Regions from separate parts of the Anser cygnoides genome. Here region 1 is linked to region 2. A link is a contact called in public Hi-C data. All regions are on one chromosome and are shown on one strand. The core of a region is the stretch at or near the end of the contact, and the rest is flanking DNA. Distances in the headings are between cores, read along the strand shown. Region 1 holds the start of BCLAF1 (BCL2 associated transcription factor 1). Region 2 holds the start of MAP3K5 (mitogen-activated protein kinase kinase kinase 5).

The links. A called contact is a pair of places that touch in the nucleus more often than the background predicts.
Region 1: a Hi-C map of liver shows a contact between it and region 2, with 2.1 times the contacts expected there. The contact joins the promoter of BCLAF1 here to the promoter of MAP3K5 in region 2. A contact is called at or near these places in 3 of 7 Hi-C or Micro-C datasets (granulosa cells and liver).

Annotation. Positions count from the first base shown.
Region 1 is chr3:60,804,891-60,810,573 of Taihu_goose_T2T_genome, reverse strand. BCLAF1 (BCL2 associated transcription factor 1) reads right to left here and starts at 4,178. Exons shown (of 12, transcript XM_048075720.2): 1 at 3,936-4,178.
Region 2 is chr3:60,554,459-60,560,382 of Taihu_goose_T2T_genome, reverse strand. MAP3K5 (mitogen-activated protein kinase kinase kinase 5) reads right to left here and starts at 2,184. Exons shown (of 30, transcript XM_048075713.2): 1 at 1,671-2,184. The coding sequence starts at 2,046.

The DNA.
Region 1 (5,683 bases), core at 2,929-5,428, 250 kb before region 2:
GCCAGGACTGCTTCCTTTGGCAGCAGCACAATCCCCAAACTTCTCTGAAACTAGCTTGGGAAAAACAACCAGCAGCAATCAACCTGGATCTTTAGCTTTTTAACTTAAAAAAAAAAAAAAAAAGTGTAGGTTGCTGTGTCAAGGTTTGGTTCCCCCCCCCCCCCCCCCCCCCCTTTTTTTTAATGAAATTAATATTGGGTCACATCCAGGACCACAAAGAGAGTCAAGAGAAGTTTCTTACCATAACAGCATATGTTTGAGTGTCTTATACCAGCCTGAGCCAGTAAGCATGACCACCAAGCAAAACAAGATACACAACAGGATCAGGCTTATCCTACTGCAAGCAAAACAATGAAGAGGAAATAGCATTTGCTATGTTCGAAAGAAAAATAAAGGACAGAAAAGCTAACATTGACATTATTTCCAGTTTCTTTTAAACATTACTTTTAAGAGCCTCTACTTACGCCACTGATGTTAAAGCTTTCAGAGTACGGAGACCACAGATAAAACCTATCAGCTAAACACACCAACCTGGCAGCTCTACACCACATGGAAGTCTTTGACGACACTTTAGAACAGCTACCCAATTTACATTAGCAAACCACTATATTTTAGCTGTATTTTACTTACACTTATTTAGTAGCCTATATTACTCTTGCTTAAGCATTACTTGAAACCTGTCAGCAAGATTTAAGTCAAAAATCTTGTTAAAGTAATTCACAAGCTGTTGCCAAGATGCATTTTCATTCAGAGATTCAAGCTTACAAAGAAATAAGGATTACACAACCGGGACAAAACAACAAGGGGGGATAGGACAACCTTCAAGAAATCACACAGTATCTGTAACAGTCGCTGCTAAATTAGAAGTCAGTCTTAATGAGACAGTAGTGTCTGGCATCTATTCAGTGCTTGCCTACCTGCCACAAAATAACCACACTTTCTTATCCATTCTCTACATCCCAGCCTTTTTTCATATGCAAAAAAAAGTCCACAAGCTAACAGCAGTACATCACAAGTAAGAACAGAACACATTTCAGCACTGACTGTAAGATAATCATTGCCTAGAATACTACAAATACTAAACTACCATAATGAATTTAACTAAACTATCTTGGGTAGTACAAGTAAGAGCTAATAAACATTTTTCCTCCTCTTATTTTCTTCCTGTGTAAGATCATCTTCACAATACTCACACAGTTACAAAGACTAAACAGACCCACGTAAAAATTACAGCACAAGAACTCAACTGAAACAGTAAAATATACAAGGAATGTTTGTACATTCTATGTACAAAAAATACATTATTTTCCTAAATTATTTTCTTTATAGAAAACAATCTAATTGTAAATTAAGTTAAAAACCAGCATCCAAATATTAACAAAATCAGTTCTGTAAAACCATCATATGATTGACAGCTGTTCTTTGATGTAAAACAATAGGCAAATATTAGCATGTTTCTCCTCTAACAACACGGAAATCAAAATGACTATTTTTAAGAATTTTGTCTATACACATAAAGGCGTTGGTGTGTTTTTCGTTTTCCTAAGCAACAGGATATCTAACCTTGTTTTGTTTTTCTGTTGTTATTTAACAGTGTTTTGATATGCCCTTAGAGAGTGGTTTCTATGATCCCTTTGCAGGAGCCTGTGAGCACGCTGTGAACACAAAAAGGCTGTCTTCCTTCCCTTCCTTACTTGTGCCAACGCTGATATTCACCTAGGTGCTTGGTGAGCTGGATCAGTGAATTGATCCAGGACAAAACTACTCTGGAGAAAAAGACAAGGCTGACTTCTGAGCCACATCAGCTTCCAGACCCAGCTTACAGCAAGGCTGTGGGAGGACCAGTGCCAGCACAACGGCAAAGCAGCAATGCACTTTTTCACAATACCTTTGGAAAAACTCTCCCAGGTCAGACCGAACACAGCTGTAACCTGAAGACTTGCATTCTTCAGTAGTTTCCTTCACCTACCTCTGCTACAAGTAAACAAGCCCCAAATGCTCTGTGGCATTCCTCAAGCCCGTACACCACAATCGCTCCTTCACAACCAGCCTGAATCTAATCCATCCAAATACCGCACCCTAGCTACAAACAACAGCTCCCTGCTGACCCTTTTTAAATTCCTAAAACCACTCCAAGTTTTCTGCATCCCCAATGGCAACAGGAGCTTCTCCCCATACATGTGCTGTGCCACATCCCCAAGAAAGATACCCTCAGCTACAGCCTTCACCCATGGCCCTGCTGTTAGAGCCAGGCCCACAAAAGCCTTGCTCAAGCTGCGGAGTCAGCCGGTGCTGGAGAGAGGCCGTCACTGCCGAAGTACTGATACATGTAAGTCATTAAACCTCTTCCTGCCATTCAGCACTGCCTGTCATTCAACGCCAGAAGGGATGAGTAGGAGGAAGCAAGTCCTACCCTCCCTGCCACAAGAAGCTGCGTGCTTGAAGCGCTCCTCTAAACCAGTCTTTGCCCCTTCTTATTTAGCCCCCTTTTGTCTAGGGCAATGTGAAGAGAAAGAGAAAGGAGGAAGAGAAAGACAACAGCGAGACAGCATTTTCCTGGAACCCCACGCTCTAAATCGATCCCTTCCCACACTGAGAACAGCTATTCCGAGGGACGGTTTTATACACTTACAATAAACCAACCATTACTCAATCAAAACTCCTTTGTTTTGCATGCCCCTGAGTCCTTCTGTAGTAAAACGTAACAGCTACTGCCAGGGCCTAACTCTGATCTTCGCGATAAACAAGTGACGAGATGTAGCACCTTAGTAAAGGATTGCTACCACAGGCTGAAGAAAGATACCATTTTTTTTGTCAGAAAACCGAAGATCGCGAAACAGACAATAAACAAAGGGCAAGATGCTGCACAGGCTGCAGAGCACGCACTAGAACCGAGCAGGCCCCTCTCAGCAAGGGGCTCAAAACCCACTGCAACCCCCGACTGACGGTACTTCTGGGCAGGGCGGCTAAAGCTGAGGGAAGCGCGTTGTATTTACGGTACCAGCGCCTGACCAGCACTCACCCCCGAGGGGAAGCTCCTGCCACAGGCCCGATCCCGCGCAGGGCTCACCCCTATCCCCTCACGGCGCTCCCGCCTCACGGCGCTGCCCCTCACGGGGGGGGGGGGGCGCGGGCAGGCCGCCCCCAACCCCGTCCCCTCAGCTCTACCTTCGCTCCCGGGGGGGCTCCTGGGAGGGCTCCGCCAAGGGGCGAGGCCGCCGGGGCCCGGCGGGGGCCGCCTCAGGGCGCTGAGGGCCGGACCCGGCCCCTCCTCACCGGGGGGTGTGGGGGAAATGGCTGCGGCGCGCGGAGGTCACGCGGCGGGGAGGGGGGGAAGGGCGGGGCGCATGCACGGCGAGGGGGGGGGGGCGCCCCTCAGCCGCCCCTCAGCGCGGCCTCTTCCTCCTCCTCCTCCTCCTCTTCCTCCTCCTCCTCCCCGTCCCGGTCCCCGCCGCCCCGCGCTCACCCTCCGGCCGCGCGGTGTCACGGCAGCCCGCCGGCCATCTCCCGTCGGGGCGAAGGAGGCGGCGGCGGCGGGCGGGGCCCTCACAGGAACGAGGCACCATCGGCAGCGGGGGGGGGGGGGGGCGGCCGCCGCCGAGCCGCGCGTCACATCCGCCAAGGGCTGAGGGGGGGGGGGGGGAACGCCCGCCCCGCTCGCCGCCCCGCCGCCATCTTGGTTGTGGGTAGCCGGCCGCAAGGAAGATGGCGGGCGGCGGGGCGGAGCGGGGGGGGCTGCGGGTCCCGGCGCTGCCCTGCTTACCCCGCCGTGCCCCGTCCTCTCCTCTCCTGCCCTGCCCTGCGCTATGTCCCCCGCCCCATCGCTGCGCCGAGCCCCGGTGGCCGCAGCCTTTGTCCCCTCCCGCTCAGCCGCGAGGAGAAACCCGCCGGCTTTCCCCTCACGTCGTGGGGGTGCAGTGCCGCGGCGGCGTTACCTGCCGGGCAGGGAGCGCGGCCATCCACGGGCGGTGCCTGAGAGCCGCTGGCTGCGAAGCGGGGCCCGGCCAGCGGCTCAGCATCAAGCGGCATTGGCATCCGGCGGTGCCGCGTCCCAGGAAGGAGATGGGCTCGCGGCACGGCGGCGCTTTACTGCAGTCGCTTTTGCGGCAGGCGCCCGCACGGCGCTGGGTTGCGGCGCGTCAGCGCGGCGGGCCCCGGGAAATCACCTCAGGGCTCGCTGCCGCCGGGAGGTGCTCCGGGGGCTGCGGGGGAACGGCGTTCAGCGACACGCAGAGGCGTGTCGGCCGAGCGCGTCCTGAGGTGGCGGTTTACGCTGCTCAAATCACACGCTGCCGATATATTCTTAAAAAGGCAGAGTATTTATGAGGCAAGGCGATATGTAGAATCGAAGAATCATTAAGGTTGGAAAAGACCTTCAAGACCATCTGGTCCAACCATCCCCCTACCACCAATGTCACCCACTAAACCATGTCCCTAAGCACCACGTCCAACCTTTCCTTGAACGCCCCCAGGGACGGTGACCCCACAGCTACATAAATAAGAGCAGGAATAGATGGGTATGCACAGTTTTTGCCGAGTTTTTAAATTCAGGGGACATGGAGTGATACGCAGCCCAAACCAACTGATGGAGGAAAAAGGAATGGAAGATGGCAAGCAGACATAACCCTGAAATGTTGGTCTGCTCTCTTCCATGTAGAGAAAATAAAGCACTGCTTACTTACACCTAACCTATATGGCTGTTTTATCAATACAGTATATAATTTATTTTGGCTGCTAAGTACTTCACACATAACTTTCTAAGGAGGCAGCAACCAATGAATCGCCTGTGCCACAACAAAAACACAGTGGATGTTTTCGTTATGACCAGCTGCAGTTAACTGATGAGCAGCCTGGCCCACACACAAGTTCCCTTCCTCCTTTTTCACTTTTTCCTTTACGAGGTAACTAACCTGTAACTCAAGTGCAGCCCGTGTGCGACAGCTTTTGCTGTACACAACAATTAGACTGTTAATGTGGGAGTGCTTGACAATGAAATTGCGGGCTGGAGTCAGCTTGCTAGGGCTGGTAAGGTTTCCAGAATTCTTGTGGCTGCACACAGACATTTCTTAATGGCCCTGGAGACTTGTGTGATGCTTGTGTCATTTCCCTTCAGTGAATTTGCATATCAGCATAATAAGAGTTGGACTTGATGATCCTTGTGGGGCCTTGCCAACTTGAGATATTCTATGATTCTCTCCCCTCATTTTTCTGAGATATGTGGGATATATCTTATTGGGACAACTAGAAAGAGTGGTTACTTCTACTCTTCAGGTCTCCGTTGTATTTAAGACAACATAATAAGGGTCTAGAAGAAAAAATATATATTATAATATGAAACTTTTTTCAAATATATTTTAATTATTTCAACCATATTTGTCTAATGACAAATAGTACACTTTTTTTTTAAGCTTTGCTTACTGCCTTATTTTATCAGGAATTTGACATCTGGGCTGTAGGTTACATGATCCTTCGGTGCAACACCGGGACCTGGGCCTTGAAACACATCACACAGGTGGTTTTTGCAGGGTATTGTTTATTAAACACAACCCGATGGCCTCAGGTCACCTCTGTTCTGCAAGCTTGTATATTTCTTCAAGTACTTGACTCCCTGCTTTTGAGTGGTAATTTCCTCACAACATTTCAGATGTTTATATGAAGTTTGATCAAATTTCCATGGTTTACA
Region 2 (5,924 bases), core at 935-3,434:
AACAAAAAACAAACTGTGGAATAAATACACCCTTCGTGACCATTTCATTTTGTTCCCTACACTGCTCCCCGTTTGCATTTTTCAGCTTACATAGCTTCTACTCTTTAATGTTTTTCTGTTCCTAACCTGGGAGCCTTTTTTTTTTTTTCTGAAGAACAACTAGTTCTTAAAAATATATATTGGATGCAGAAATGTGAAAGGAATAAAGAAACAAACATGAAAACCCACAGATCCCTCTAGACCTAAGTTCCAGCCTCACAGTCAACACCACAACATAGCTTTTAGGCATCAGCTCACACAGCACAGAACGTATCGTGAGCAGACAAACTTTTATGTCCTCCTCTTTGCAGTACAGAGTTTGCTGAAAATCCAGTGAAAAAAGAAATGTTATATTACATAAGCGTGCAGTTATGTAGTGCTAGACGCCAGACGCCTACTGCCAGAATTAGAAGGGGCCCACTTCAAGTCAAATCTCCCATTACAAGAAAAGCCTTTGTGAAATATGGAGACCCCGCCTATTGTACAGATCAGTCTGAAAATTAATGAACGTGAGAGGCACACGAACATCACAGATAATTCAGCTCCGTGAGCCTCACTAGGATACACCTTCCACAACAGGGACGAAATGAGACTCTCAGGTTGTACCTGTCCTACAGTTAAGAGGTACTGAGGCTCTTAAAATCTGAAGTCTCTCTTAGCAGTAATGTAGAGAGTATAACATCTGTAATGAAGCTCTGTATCCTTCCTATTTCTGTCTGTGAGCACAGCTCCTCTGACGTTTGATGACATTACCTCTAAGGCCACAGATCTCTAAGAAATGCAAGGTAAGACGTGCCCATATGCTGCGGAGCCATCCAGCTCAGGAACCTGAAAGCAGTAGCCCATGAAGCAAAGCGTTCAGTGTTTCAGTGCATATGCACGTCCACGCTGGTGAGTCTTGCATGAAGAGGGCAGACAGTCCAGACATTTCTTTTTTTTTTTTTTCTTCCTCTCTGCTCCCCAGGAGAGGAGGAAGCTACAGCCAAAACTTTTTAAATGCTCACTTGCTAAAGTATTTCATGCACGTAGAGACATACCACAAAATAAGCTTCGAGTTGCAGGTCAAATCAAATTCCTGCGTCTAATTTTTTAAATGGCAAAGAGACATTAATTTAGTACCGTAACTTTAGCTTTACGAAGTCTTTACCGGCCTAGTAAGCAGGGGGGGTTAACTCTAAGTTTACCACATATATCTGTTAATAAATAACTAAAAAAAAAAAAATCAGGAGAAACTTTCTGGCTGTTACTTTTAAGCATGGGCCCAGGTAGATCATGACAGGCAACCTCGCGTGACCCTGCCCTGAAACGAAGGCGTTACAGTTCTACTGCTGCCAGGGCGGGCCAGCCGGGGTAGGCGGCTGCAGCGCGGGGCATCCCCGCCGCCCTGCCATCCACCCCCCAGCAGCGCTTTAATGGCAACCAACCCCCGAAGCGCCGGCTCCCCTGCTGCAGGGCCAGCAGGAAGGCGCTGCCGGGCCACCGGGCTCACGCCGCAGCCACTTTCCCCAACTCCCGGGGCCTCGCAGCCCCCCCCCCCCCCCCCCCGTCGGCACCGACTCGCATCCCTGCTTCGTCGCGGCGGCCGGGGGGAAGGCCAGCAGCACCCGCGGTCCTGGCGGCCCCCCTCTCACCTGCGTTGTAGAAGCGGTCCAGCACGGCGGTCTCGCCGAAGTCCAGCTTGCCGAAGTGCAGCGTCTCCAGCGTGGCGCCCACCACGTCGCACGCCTCCCGCAGGCTCTGCAGGGCGCCGCTCTCCGCCGCCAGCAGCGGCCCCTGGCTCGCCTCGTTGATCACGTAGGTGACCGCCGTCCGACGCCCTTGGCCCTTGGCCCTCGCCGCGATGCCGGTGCCGGCCCCGTCGTCGCCCCACGGCTCGGGCTGGAGGCTGCGGGCGCCGCCGTCGGCCCCTTGCCCCCGCCGGCCGAGCCCCTCCTCGGCGCCGCCGCCGCCGCCGGCCGGAGGGCCGGGCACCGAGAAGCTGACGGTCCCCTCGCCGCCGTCGCTCATCCCTGCGGAGCCGCCACCGCGCCGCCCGCCCGCCCCGGGCCGCCCTGCGCGCTCCTGCCCGGCTGCTCAAGCGGGGAGCGGCGGGGCCGGGGCTCGGGGCTCCCCCGCGGGGCTAGCGGGGGCTGCCGGAGGCGAGGGGACGAGAGCCGGCGCCCGCCTCCGGCACCATCGCTTCTCCCGAGCACCTGCGGGGCCACGCGGCGAGCCGGCCCCCGGCGGGCGGGCGGGCGGGCGGGCGGGCGGGCAGCCTTCCTCCTCCTCCTCCTCGCCGCCCCGGGGAGCTCCCTCGCTCGCCGGCTCTTCCCCCAGCCGCCCGGGCGCAGGAACCACTTGTGGGCAGGCTCCCCGGCGCCCCCGGTTTAGCGGAGCGGCAGCTGCACGGCGACTGGAGGCCGGGCGGGGGCGGCCCCAGCGCCGCGCTCCTCCCTCCGGGGCCGCTCCCGAGCCGCCCTCTCGCTGCCCGGGGGCGGCCCCGGGAAGGGCGGGCGGCGGGGCCGGGTCGGGCCCCTCAGGGCTGGGGCTCGGTTGTTCGGCGGTGCTGGGGCCCGGGGATCCTGTGCGGCTTAGGGCGGCGGGAGGCGCCGTGGTGGTGGGAGCCTCACGGCGGGGTTTGTTTGTGGGGTAGCCGTCGAGGGAGGGGTCCTCTGAGGAGGTCCTTTGGGATTTGGAATAACGTGTGACGCGAGGTGTGAGCGCCTCAAGCCCTCGGGCTGTCTGCAGGCCTAGAGCGAATCCCTGAGAAATGCGAAGTGGGTCTGGGGAGGAAATGAAGTGCAGAGCTCTACGCTGTTTCTGGAGCGAAACAGAGTGAAATCAGTTTATTTGTTCATTTATTTATTTGACCGGGCATTCTGTTAAGTAGATACAGGAGAAACGTAAAACCTTGGATCACCTAGGTTGGAAAATACGTTCAAGATCATCACGTCCATCAACCTGGCCTACTGAGTGACGCCCCTGAACCACATCCCTTAGTGCCACATCTACGCAGCTTTTAAATACCTCCAGGGATGGAGACACCCCACCTCCCTGGGCAGCCCATTCCAATGCCAAACCACCCCTTCCATGAAGAAATTCTTCCTGATACCTGATCTAAACCTCCCCTGGTGCAACCTGAGGCTGTTTTCTCATGTCCTATCACTTGTCGCTTGAGACAAGGCACTGACACCCTCCTGACTGCAACCAACCAACACCACCCTTGCTGCAACATGGAGCTAAATAGCACTCTATATATTCAGAATTATGTTAATATGGCATATCAATAGGTCCATCCTATTACAATTGATTTTGTGGAGGCAAATCAACTTGCTGGCATTAGCTGTTCCTATACCATTGTTTTCCATGACTGCTGTAGGAAGAGGATAAATTCTGGAATAATCAGGGAAAATTAGTCACTGTGGTACCTTCAGTAGCTCTGCTTGTGTTTGCGTTGATCAGTCCCCATTTTCAATGAGATATGCCTGGCATTTGCTTCTGCTGATAAGGAATGGGTAAATGGGGTGGGAAGATGACGAGCAAACGAAAGACTAATTTACAGGGGAAAGTTAATATTTGCTAATCTGCAATATACAGTAGGTTATTGTTTCTTGCTACAGTCAGAATGGCAATCAGTGTTTTCCTAAATAAAGTAGTTTTCCACAAAACACAGAATCAGTGTTAATCCATTCAGCATTGAAGTTACATCACCTTACAGGAAGCAAGAACAATATGTCTCTGTTGTTCTCTAGAACAACCCATGTTTGTCAAGTGCAGAAGGAAGTCCCGGACTGAAAGAAGACGGAAGAAGCATGCTATTCTACTTAGCGTTGCTGCCTTGTGAGGCCTGCTTCATTATTAGTACTGTGTCCATTCCAAATTCAAGACAGTTGTTCTATTGATTTGGCCGGGAGTGAGGATGAGGCCTAAACTGAAAAGAAATAAAGTAACAAAAATTCAGATTAATCTGGAATAACCCACACAAATTGTCCTTGTGTTTATATAGGAAAAGCATATCTCTTAATCTGTTAACTCTTTGAAGTGAGCAATCAGGTTTTTAGGAGTTCTTCTGTATGAATCTTTGAATAAACGATGATGATAATCATTCAAAGTTTATTTATTTATTTTTTTAATCAGCATAATATCCCATTTATTATCAGAAATATGTATACCTTGTTCACTTGTTACTCAAGTGCTGTGCAATTAACATCTTTAGCACCAGATGGTTTGCATATAATTACAATTCAGTATTGCCCTGTTCCTGCTCTGCCTGTTGCAAGGACAAAAACTTGCAACAAGCAGTTAGCTGTAAATTTGTTGAAATAATTCCCTCTCTCCCTTCCATGTTTTTATAGCTATACAACATTGGTCTCTAGATTTAAGTAATTATAGTTCTAAAGCTATATCCCAGAATCCAAGAACTTTCCAGTCTTATTAGTTTTAAATATAAATGCAATTTTTGTGAAAAAAACAGCACGTTATATGCCAAAGACTTGATTAAGCTACTCAAACTAGTGTTAACAAGATCCAAGAAAAAAGAAAAAGCATTTTGATTTAGAGAAATGAAATTTGAAGCCTATGCACAATTATCAGAACTCTGTCCAAGTTATATATTTTTCATGTATTCTGGCCATCAGTGTCCAGTTCAGGGAGAAAAATGGTACAAGACTAACTCTGCATTTTGAATTTTCTTGATAGTATTGGAGATTGATAGAATGGACCAAAATATATTGCTATAGGAATTTGCAAAAGTAAAGTCCAGTATGCTTCAGTTATGGGTGTAACAAATAAAATAAAATAAAATAAAATAAAATAAAATAAAATAAAATAAACTTGCAGATACAAAAATCCAAATGGGATGTACTCAAAAGTACATAAAATAATCCTTTTTCCATGAGCTTTAGGCCTGAACTCTTACAAGCAAATAGAAATGGTTAAACTGAAATAATAATAATAAAAAATTCCTAATAATTGTTATAAAAAAGTTAGACTAAGCCTATCCCTGCAGACAATCAGAAGTAGCCTTTATGTTCAATATAGAAAAGGCGGTGTTTTGTTATGGGGGAGCCAGCTGCTGATCTTTAAAAATGGTAGCTCTGTGATTAAGATAAACATTTAGAGCAATATTTAAGTACCAAGGGACAGGTAAATAAACTGGTGTTCACCGTGCATGGGTGCAGCTGCTCATGTAACAGTAACAGCATGGGGAATTATAACTTACCGAATTATTGCATGGTGCATATAATGACACTCAGCAAAAACTGCCGGAGCAATGTGGATATGTCACTGGGCATGGATATTTCTTGAAGGCCCTTTATTGTGACTATGGTGAAGGGAAAAATATGTGCTGTTCTTGCCTTCATACTTTTTTTTCCCTTTTTTTGTTTTTTCCACACAGCAAGTCTCACACTTCTTTATAAATCTCATCATCTTTCTTCCTCTGCTCCAATGTTTTTTCCTCCTCTCAGTTCTTTTGTTGTTTTAAACTTCCTGAAGCATCTCCATGCTAGTAGGCTCTTCCTTCCAGCTCCCACTAACCTCACTTTCCCTGTCTGACACTGTGAGACTTTTCCCTTCACATCCATTCCTGCAGCCGCTGTGGTTTCTTCAATTTCTTTGTTTTCACTCCTGCCTGTATTCTAACCTTATCGCAAACCTTGGGATACTAAATGCTTTTCTTAAAGCTTCAACTCATACAGCCTTATGATTATGTGGAAATTTCAGCTGAGGAAATGATAGATGTGTGCCTGTAGCAGAAGAGAGATCGGTGTCCTGAGAAGACGCTGAACTGGATGTAGGGATATTGCTGTAGGCATCTCAACCTCCCGTTCTAGCACCAGCAAGGGGTATGATTATGAGCTCTGCTCAGAGAATTGACTGCAGTATAAGCAGAGCATACTAAGCAA